Linked DNA regions of Anas platyrhynchos: region 1 is linked to region 2. The links are chromatin contacts, called in public Hi-C maps. All regions are on one chromosome and are shown on one strand. Each heading gives the region's core, a stretch centred on a gene start, on an enhancer-like site or on the middle of the called end of the contact. The rest is flanking DNA. Distances are from core to core; before and after follow the strand shown.

Evidence for each region. Hi-C and Micro-C count contacts between places; a contact is called where the count stands out from the background.
Region 1: a Hi-C map of skeletal muscle shows a contact between it and region 2, with 2.4 times the contacts expected there. The contact joins the promoter of CLDN16 here to the enhancer-like site in region 2. A contact is called at or near these places in 2 of 8 Hi-C or Micro-C datasets (liver and skeletal muscle).

Annotation. Positions count from the first base shown.
Region 1 is chr9:11,487,625-11,492,004 of IASCAAS_PekinDuck_T2T, reverse strand. CLDN16 (claudin 16) reads right to left here and starts at 1,290. Exons shown (of 5, transcript XM_005029603.6): 1 at 966-1,290. The coding sequence starts at 1,109.
Region 2 is chr9:11,453,839-11,457,896 of IASCAAS_PekinDuck_T2T, reverse strand. No RefSeq gene overlaps it. Among named protein-coding and RNA genes, the nearest start is that of CLDN1, 22 kb to the left of the region's middle. Within about 2 kb of position 1,811, at least 1 of the 8 cell types and tissues checked has an H3K27ac peak or open chromatin away from gene starts, as enhancers often do.

The sequences.
Region 1 (4,380 bases), core at 41-2,540, 35 kb before region 2:
ATTAGGATGACAAACGAAGAGCGATATCCCAGCCAGTACTAGTGGGTCCACACTCTTTTTCCTGCTGGGGGTTCACTGGCAGTTCCTCTCAAGTCAGCAGCCTTGAGCCTGTTATGCCCTTTCAACTGTGCTTCCTTCAAACTGCTGAACATCGCGTTACCGTCACTGAATGCAGAGGAGCTCCTCTGGTTTCCTCTGCTAGCCTGCAGATAGAAAGTTTCCTGCTGATATATTCAGCCAAAGTCTCTGTCCTGGGAAGTGTTTCACCTCAGCACAAAGCACCCAGTTTTCCAGACAACAGATTTCCACACTGTGGCCCTGCAGCTCTTCAATGTGCAGAAAATGATGCCTGCCTGGGGAAGAAAACTGCAATACCGCGTCCTAGGGAAATAGGGATGATTTGGGGACTGGAGTCTGGGGCACAGCTTGCAAATATGTGCCATTCTGCCCCTTCATTTCTTGCAGCTTACTTCTGCCAAAACTGTTCTCTAACACGAAAGTGCTGATGTCTGCACAAGTTCAAGAAAATATTTTTTTTGAGTGCTGGATCTGACAGCAGTCCCCGTGGTCCCCACACATTTCTGTTAGCCCTAGAGCTCAATGGCTATTAAGAAAAATGCTTGTGGAGCACAGATGTACATGTTGGATTTCTTCACCAAGAAGACTGACCTACAGAACTAGAAACATCTCCAAAATTTCTGTGCAGGCTGGAGATGCTGGGTAATGTGCTCCAGTTCATGCACATTTAAATCTGGAGCCTCTAGACTTTTCCTGAGAGCAGAGCCTGGCAGAGAGAATTACACAAAATGACCACTTTTCCCCTGCTCATGCCAGAGTCATTTCTTTCATTTTCATCCACTTTCATCCAGCCCAACCGGGGAAATGTAGATGAGAGTGGAGCAACGATGCCACAGTCTCCCTAGGACACATTTGATTTGGAGATCTGGTCCTCTGAAAGATCTTACCTCCAGGGAATCATCAGCATTCACCATCCAGCAGTCTGTCCAGGTAGATACTATCAAAAACCCAGTAGAAAAAAAAGCAAAAAAACAGCCAGCATACTGGAGGAAAAACCTCATCCCAGAAGGCTGCAGCGCATCCAGCGGCATGGGAAAAACAATGCCTGGGTCTTTTTTCTTAAAGCTGGAATAGAAGCAGAGCTTTCGTGTCCAGGTCACCGCTGCCCTTTCCAGTGGCCATGAACAGTGGGAACTCCTGACTTCTGCAAAAGCAGAGCCGAAGCAGGGACAGGAGGAGGGAGCCCACAGCAAACGTGGAGCTGCTGCAGCCAATCAGCCCTGCACAGCTGGAGCTCTTGTCATGCCTGGCTGAAGGGAAATGGGGCTGTGCAGAAGTGACACACACGTAGCTGGAGTCCTGGGCCTCCAAGGGAAGGAAAAGGTATTGTCACAGGGGCTGGCAAAGTAGGGATTTTGTAAAAGAATCAAAACTTGTTCAGGGAAGAAGTTTTGAGCACCGCTAGGTGTAATACACAAGTGCATTAATATTTATTCCTCCATACTACTTCATGCCTCAGTACTGACAGACTACAGAGTGCACAGGTGAAGATTCCAGGCCCTTTGGTTACCCTGTCGGGCTCCAGCACCCTGATGATCCAGTTCAATGCAGGAAGGGAAGGGAAAGGGTATCAGTCATGGACCCTCAGCGCCAACACCAACAACCACAAACAACTATCCCAGCTCAGATATGGAGCTCTTTATTCTGCATTTAAGCCAAACCTACATAATTCTCATGCCCTGTTCATGGCCTTACTGCAGATCACACATGGGAATCTGGAACTTTTCGAGCTAGGCCACAGGGCCACCTTCCAGGAAAACCAAGGGGGAGAAGGACTAGAAAATCCTTCCACCCTGAAGGTCCGTATGCACAGAACCATCACATACTCAATAATCTTTATTTTTGGAAAGAGAAGCTGAAAAAAAAAAAAAAAAAAAAAAAAAAAAGAGAGAGATTTACTTTTAGTGGGCAAGTCTTCAGCACAGGGCTGAGGAGCAGATTCTTGCTGTTTGCAATCTGCTTTCCCAAACCGAGCGTGTCTGTCACCTCATCTGCCACCTGAAGATGGAGCCAGTTTGTACTTTTACAGAGCTGTTCAAAGCTTGCTTTCTCTTCAAGAATTCCCTCCAAAAATAATAGCAATAACGAGTTTGTTGTTACAGCAGTATATAACCTGGAGAATTCCTCTCATAACCTTACGAGGCAGTTTTACTGTCCGGGGTATCTTTTTGCCTCTACCCCAGGATCACTCGGTGCTTCAGAGGACGCACTGCATAATTCCTCAGTATGTGCTGCTGGGAGACACTGGATAAAGAACAAAATGCCCAAGTCAAAAAGGCAGGGTCTGTAGGGCTCTGGGCTGCTTTACCTTTCCTGCTGTGTTTTTTAATTCCATTCTTAGAAGCTGAGCACCAAGGAACTTTTCTTCCTTCTTTGCCAGACACGTCTTGATATGGTTGTGTGGATATGAAGCTTTCTGCTGAAATTTCTTGCTTCCAAGTGCCTATATAAGGCAAAATAATACCATGATCTTCACTTTATAGCTTCCTATGACAATGGCAAGCTTGTGTTTCCAACAGTTCTGACCCACAGGGACATGGCATTGACCACACGGCCTCATAAAGGGTAATGACTTTCATTAGCCACATGTCTATGGATTGCACTGACATGAGACAGGTACTGACATATGCATAACCTTCCTGTACCTGCCTTCTTCTATGTTAATTAACCTGTGGCTGCACCAGTTTTCAGAGTAAGGTACCGTGGCTAACTGTTATTAGTAGTAACTCAGAAAAAGTGGTGTGGTGAGCTCAGAAAAGACCTGGAAAATTGGAGTGAGCCTTCCCACAAGCAGAACTGAATCCTTAGAGAGGACAAGTGCAGAGCTTGAGAGTAGCAGAGCTTGGACTAACCAAACAATGTATTATGGCCATATGTATCTCCCTGCCTTCTCACTCTGTCCTGAACTCAGACACAAGCCTCCTTCAGAAATAAATAAAATAAAACAAAACAAAACAAAACAAAATAAAATAAAATAAAATAAAATAAAATAAAATAAAATAAAATAAATAATAAAATAAAAATCCCATCTGCAGAGAATGGGCCATTGTTCCTAATACAAGCATGAGGTGGAAAGCTAAAAGCTCCCAGGAAAATACCAGGACCACACTACCAGCCAGAGTGGAGTTTCTAAGCTTTTGTCATGAGCTCATCACACTCCATCACACTCTATTCTTCTGGCTTAACACACCAGTTGTCTGTGCCTGTCAGCCTAAGGAGCAAACTCCACAAAGAGCTGTAGGCAGCATGTTCAGGTGCAGGGCTGCCAGTGGCTTGCTCCATCTCTCCATAGCTCTAACAACATCTCGTTTATTTTCCGCATGTCCAGTGATTCATGTTGCTGTTCCAGCTCCATCTTCTCTCCCTGTGTCCCCTTCCTGTAGGGCAGGGCATGTGAATGACCCTTCCTAGAGCAGAATGCCAGTGCTTCTCTGGCCATGAGTCACTGAAGGACATGAAATGGATTCACACCAGCTATTTGCATCTCGCTCAGGGCTCAGGAACATCCTGGCTCTGGTGGCAGAGCAGGTCGAGATGCTCCAGTTTTCCCTGGTGTAAGAGTGCTCCAGAGCGTGCAATATGATGGTCTGTGATTTTCACCTGACAGAGAGACCAGCACAGTATCTGTTCCTTCGTTAGACTCATCTCTCTAAACAGTCCCATGGAAACTGCTGGAGTTATTAGAAAGAATGCAGAATTCTTATACAATAGAAATTGACAGTAAATATATAATAGTCTTTATTTAAAACAAATCCACGTCTTCATGAAGCAAAGTCTGTGGCAGTTTCTCATTATATACTGCGCTCCTAGCTTAGCATGGCAGATGTCCCCTCATCTTTGGAAATCAGCTCTCTCAAAATATCTCAAGATGTCTTTGTATAGCCTAAAACCAGGCTGACATGATTCAGTATAGCTTTCAAGTGGAGTGTAGGCTGTAGTATATACACAAACTGCATCGTTTTCTGTCAGCTAATCTAACATTTGCAGTATTTTAACACTAACAAAAGCATTGGGGTATCCTAATAATTATCAGAGCTTGGTTTAGTAGGGCTTTTAAACTGCGTGGCATCAATGCAGCACTACTTCCCTAAGGCAACAGCTTTATCACCTGGTCTACATGCTCCTAGCAATGAGATGAGTGCACTCCAGGTCGATTGCTTTTATTACTCCATTAATACAAGGTGGTCTGTGCTCCCTGTCAAAGGCAAGCCATTATGGTCTCATTTCTGTTATGGATATACTTACAGAGAGTGATAGATACTACTGCCACACTTGGGAGGATCATAGCTGGTTTTCAGCCGC
Region 2 (4,058 bases), core at 562-3,061:
AACCGGAAGGCTCCTCTCAGAGCAGTGCCTGTTCCACTTAAGAGCAATCGAGGTGATTTCCTATTAGAGGCTGCTTCTGCTCAGCAACTCTCGTGGTGTTTTCCTTCCCAGGACGGATGGCTGCACACGTTTGCAGAGCCCACAGGTGCACCTGCTGATGGATGGACTCACTGTAAGGTGCAGGGGGGGGAAATGGTGCTCCTGGCAAGTACAGCACCTGGCTGGGCAAGGAGCAGCTCCTTGGGTCTGCTCCCGATGCTGCTGACCCCCAGCACAAGGTCCCTTGCTTCCCTGTGCCCCTGGGATACTGCAGTCTTCTCCATGACAGAGGTTTCTTTGCTCCTGGTGGATGCTTGTCTGTGAATTTAGGTCTGGCGAAAGATAAAAAACTCAAAATGACAGAGGCTGCTGTGTGCACGCAGACCCAAGAATGGGGTGGGGGCAAAGTCAGCTTCCCACACCTTGTCCCTGGCCGACCAGCACAGGTGGGAAGGGAGGCTCTGGGCTCCATCCAGCCCCAAACCTGTGAGGTGGCTGAGGCTGGTTACTACAATGACAATATCTCCTTCCAGAGGAGATGAGAAGAATGCAGTGGGTGCAATCTGGGACCTGTTCCCACACCCATCTGTGTATACTTACACTCATTCAGCTTGAAAGTACAATTAAGCTTGATGGTAGCAATTAAAAAAAAAAAAAAAAAAAAAAAAAAAAAGAGCACCAGTATCTGGTCTTACTCATCTGTGAAAACCAGAAAACCAGTTAGAGAGATTCTGTTACAGATGATCAGGGAAATTTTAAGCTGACTGTTGAAGCTAGGCTCTCGGGTTAATGTCTTTTGGAAAGGCTGCACTAGTGTGTCAGAACACAGGGCATCCTGGCACAGGCAGCCTTCCCTCAGGGTGAACTTAAACAGTTCTGAGAGAGGAGAATGGGTCTCCTTTCTGACCAGGACCTGCACAAATGTCTTTATGCAAGCGTGCACACTTGTGGGTGACATATGCATGGTGGGCTAACTGCAAAGATGGGTGCCAGAAGGTTGGAAATGATCACAGCATCTGCTAGGAAAAGGGGTTTCTTTCATAAGGGTAATGAAAGCTTGGGACTGCTGCCATTTGTGGGGCAATTTCTGTTATTTTTATGTGGGTTTCCCACTGGGAAAAAGGCTAAGTCCACTTGTTTGTTATAACAGCAAAAGAAGGGAAGAGGTTTTCCTCTTATCCTGCTATTACAGCTACCTTTGTCATCACATCCCTTTCCTCAGCTGGTTGAGGTCTGTATTCAGAGCAGCAAAGATCTTGTCCATAGTTACCGTTCAGTAAGCAGCAACGGGCTACGACAAACTCTTATCTAGATTAAATTAAGCAAAACAGCAGATCAGAGACATAACACATTTACCTTCCCCTACACCGGTGCAGGAAGGGGTGTGTCGGACCCCATCAAGAAAGGGGTTCACTTGGTTCTGGTCACAGAAACTCATGGCTGTGGCTGATGGAACAGAAAGCTCATGAGTCCCGAGCTGAAATGTCCTCAGTGAAGCTGCCGAGCTCCTGGCAGTACCAGTGGTGAGCCCCTGCTTCGTCGGGTGCTCATGTCAGTTCACATCCAGAAAAGATCCCGATCTCTCCTGACTGTTCCTAGCTGAAAATGCCATCAGATTTTCAGGTCTGAAAATGCCCTGTGGCAGCCTGCGGCTACAGACTCTCACCACCCACCAAAACTTTCAGCTGAGCCCTGTCTCCGGATGGATAAACAAGGCACCTGATCCCCATCCAGAACAACCGTCACTCCCGAAAACGAAAGCAAGCTTATTTCCTGATCTAAACTGCTCGTTTCCCGACATAATATTCGGGGCTGTGAGTCACCCGGGAGGACTCTCCCCTTTTCCGTTAAGGTCAGGAGCAGTTTCAGTGGGGAGCAGGCAGGGCGCCAGGCTAAGCTGGCAGCAGGGTGGGAGGAAGGCTTCCTGCCTCTGCCTCTGCCACAGCCCCTGCGTGTCCCTGGCCTTGATAAGTCTGACTGTGAGCTCAGCTACACGGTGGCAAGGAGGGGATGACTCCCCTGGACTGTAATCTCAAAGGAAGTCAGGTGAAAAGACCAGCAGCATTTGCCTGAGCCTTTTTTTTTTTTTTTTTTTTTTTAGATGATTCTTTTCTGATGCAAATAACTCAGTTTAATAAAGGTAGGTGCTGCCCCAGGACTCAGTGTAATTTGGGTCACAAATGAGGGATGACTGGGAGGCAGGGAGCTTCACCTAACTTTAGAAACAGTTTCATCTCTCTCTTCCAGCTAAAACAATGAGGACTTTTCTTTGTGCTCCTGTTCTCAGACAAACTCCCTTTGTTCTCGTGCAGTTTCTCCTCCCCTGGAATTTGCTGTCCCAAGTGCCTCGCTGGGTCATGTTCAGGCTTGCTCCCATGCCAGCATCTCAAAAATCTGATGAAACCTTCACGATCCCCACTCCCCTCATTCGTTTGTACCCAGCTACACAAAGAGAAAGCCGCGGAGCCAATTTCCTGCAGGAAAAACATCAGCCAGCAGCGTGGGGCAAGGAGCTGGGAGTGGAGAAACCACCTGCTGGAGCCAGGCCAGGTGGAGCAGATAGTGAGGCTGTCGGGAGCAGGACTGCCTGGCCAGGGATGCGGGAGGCTGACGGGTGATGTACCAGGCAGGCACGCCTGGAGGACACCGGAATAGCCACCGGCCCAAAGTTAGGAAGGTCAGGGCACTCCCTCACGGGCCGTTTGCAGCCTCTGAACCAGCCAGAGCAGGAGCACAAATGAAATCCTCCACCTCTCACGTGGACACCAGCCCCTTTGCTCCAGCTGATCCTATTTTTGGCTTTAGGCATGCCTGCGGGGAGAGGCTGGGGAAGTGAAGTGCCCATGAAGTGAATCCCTGAGACCCCGAGCTGCTCCTTTGCAAGGCTCAGCTCCTGGGCACCGTGTCACAGCTGGGTGACAGCTCGGGGTGAGCTGGGCTGGGGAGCCCAGCCTCTTCCCCCCCGTGAGGGCTGAGTCCCCCAGCGGTGCTGGCATCTGACTCAGCCCAGCTCGCCCATTCACCTTCCCTGGGAATCGCCTCGTAAATCGCGGCGTCACTCCAGTCCCAGGTGAATCAGCCGCTGGGTGAAGGAGTCACTCCAGGATTTATGGAGCTGGGTGCAGAAACTGCTGCCCCGTCCAGGGTCATTGTCTGAAGGGCACCACAAAACCTGACGTCTGAGCCAGCAGGGCGTCTGCTGCAGGAGTGCTCCTCGGTGCTGCTGCTGCTGCTGCACGTGGGGCTGCACGGCTGTTTCTTCAGGCACAACCAGGGCACCCTGAAACTTCTTGCGTCATGTTTAACCTTCAGCGTGTTCCTCTGCACACAGAAAGTCCTTTTTTGCAACAAGAGGGATCAAACCTAGAGCTGAAAAGCGGCCCTGTGTTTGGCGGGGGGGGGGATTCATGGTATCAGTGCCCGAGTTGTGGTGCTTAAAAAGACAATGTCTGCAGTGAGATGGGAGCTGGCATCACTGGGGAGGGCAAAGTTTTCTCCTGAGAGGCTGCTTCCATCAATACTGCCCGCACCTGTCTGTGTGGGGCTGGCTTTGAAACTACCAGTAGTGGGGGCAGAAAGCGGGTAGGCTCAGGGACCCCATCCTGTGCCCGCTCCCTTGCCTCAGCTCCTTGCTTTTGTCTGGCTTGTGCTCATTCACGTGCTTTGTGGGAGCAGAACTGAAGTTTCAGGAAGCGTCTCATTAATTTTTCCGTATTTTGAAACAACGTGAGTCACCTACAGGGCCGGCCTGTTTGTTGTCCCTGTGTGCCGAAGGGCGCACACCTCCCTGTGCCCCACGGCTGGCCCCCGGAGACCAGGGAGCAGGGGGCAGCAGCAAACCCTCATCGGCATCCCCCCTACCAAAAAATGTCCCTTTGCAGCTTTTAGGCACAAACATGAAGGCACACGAAAGGGCAGAGGGTGGGGGCTTGTGCTGAATAATGAGCAGGTCTGGTAGCAGCAGCCGAACAAGTCAGGCAGGTCTGGGGAAGCAATTCAAGGCAGGCGAGCCAAAAAGC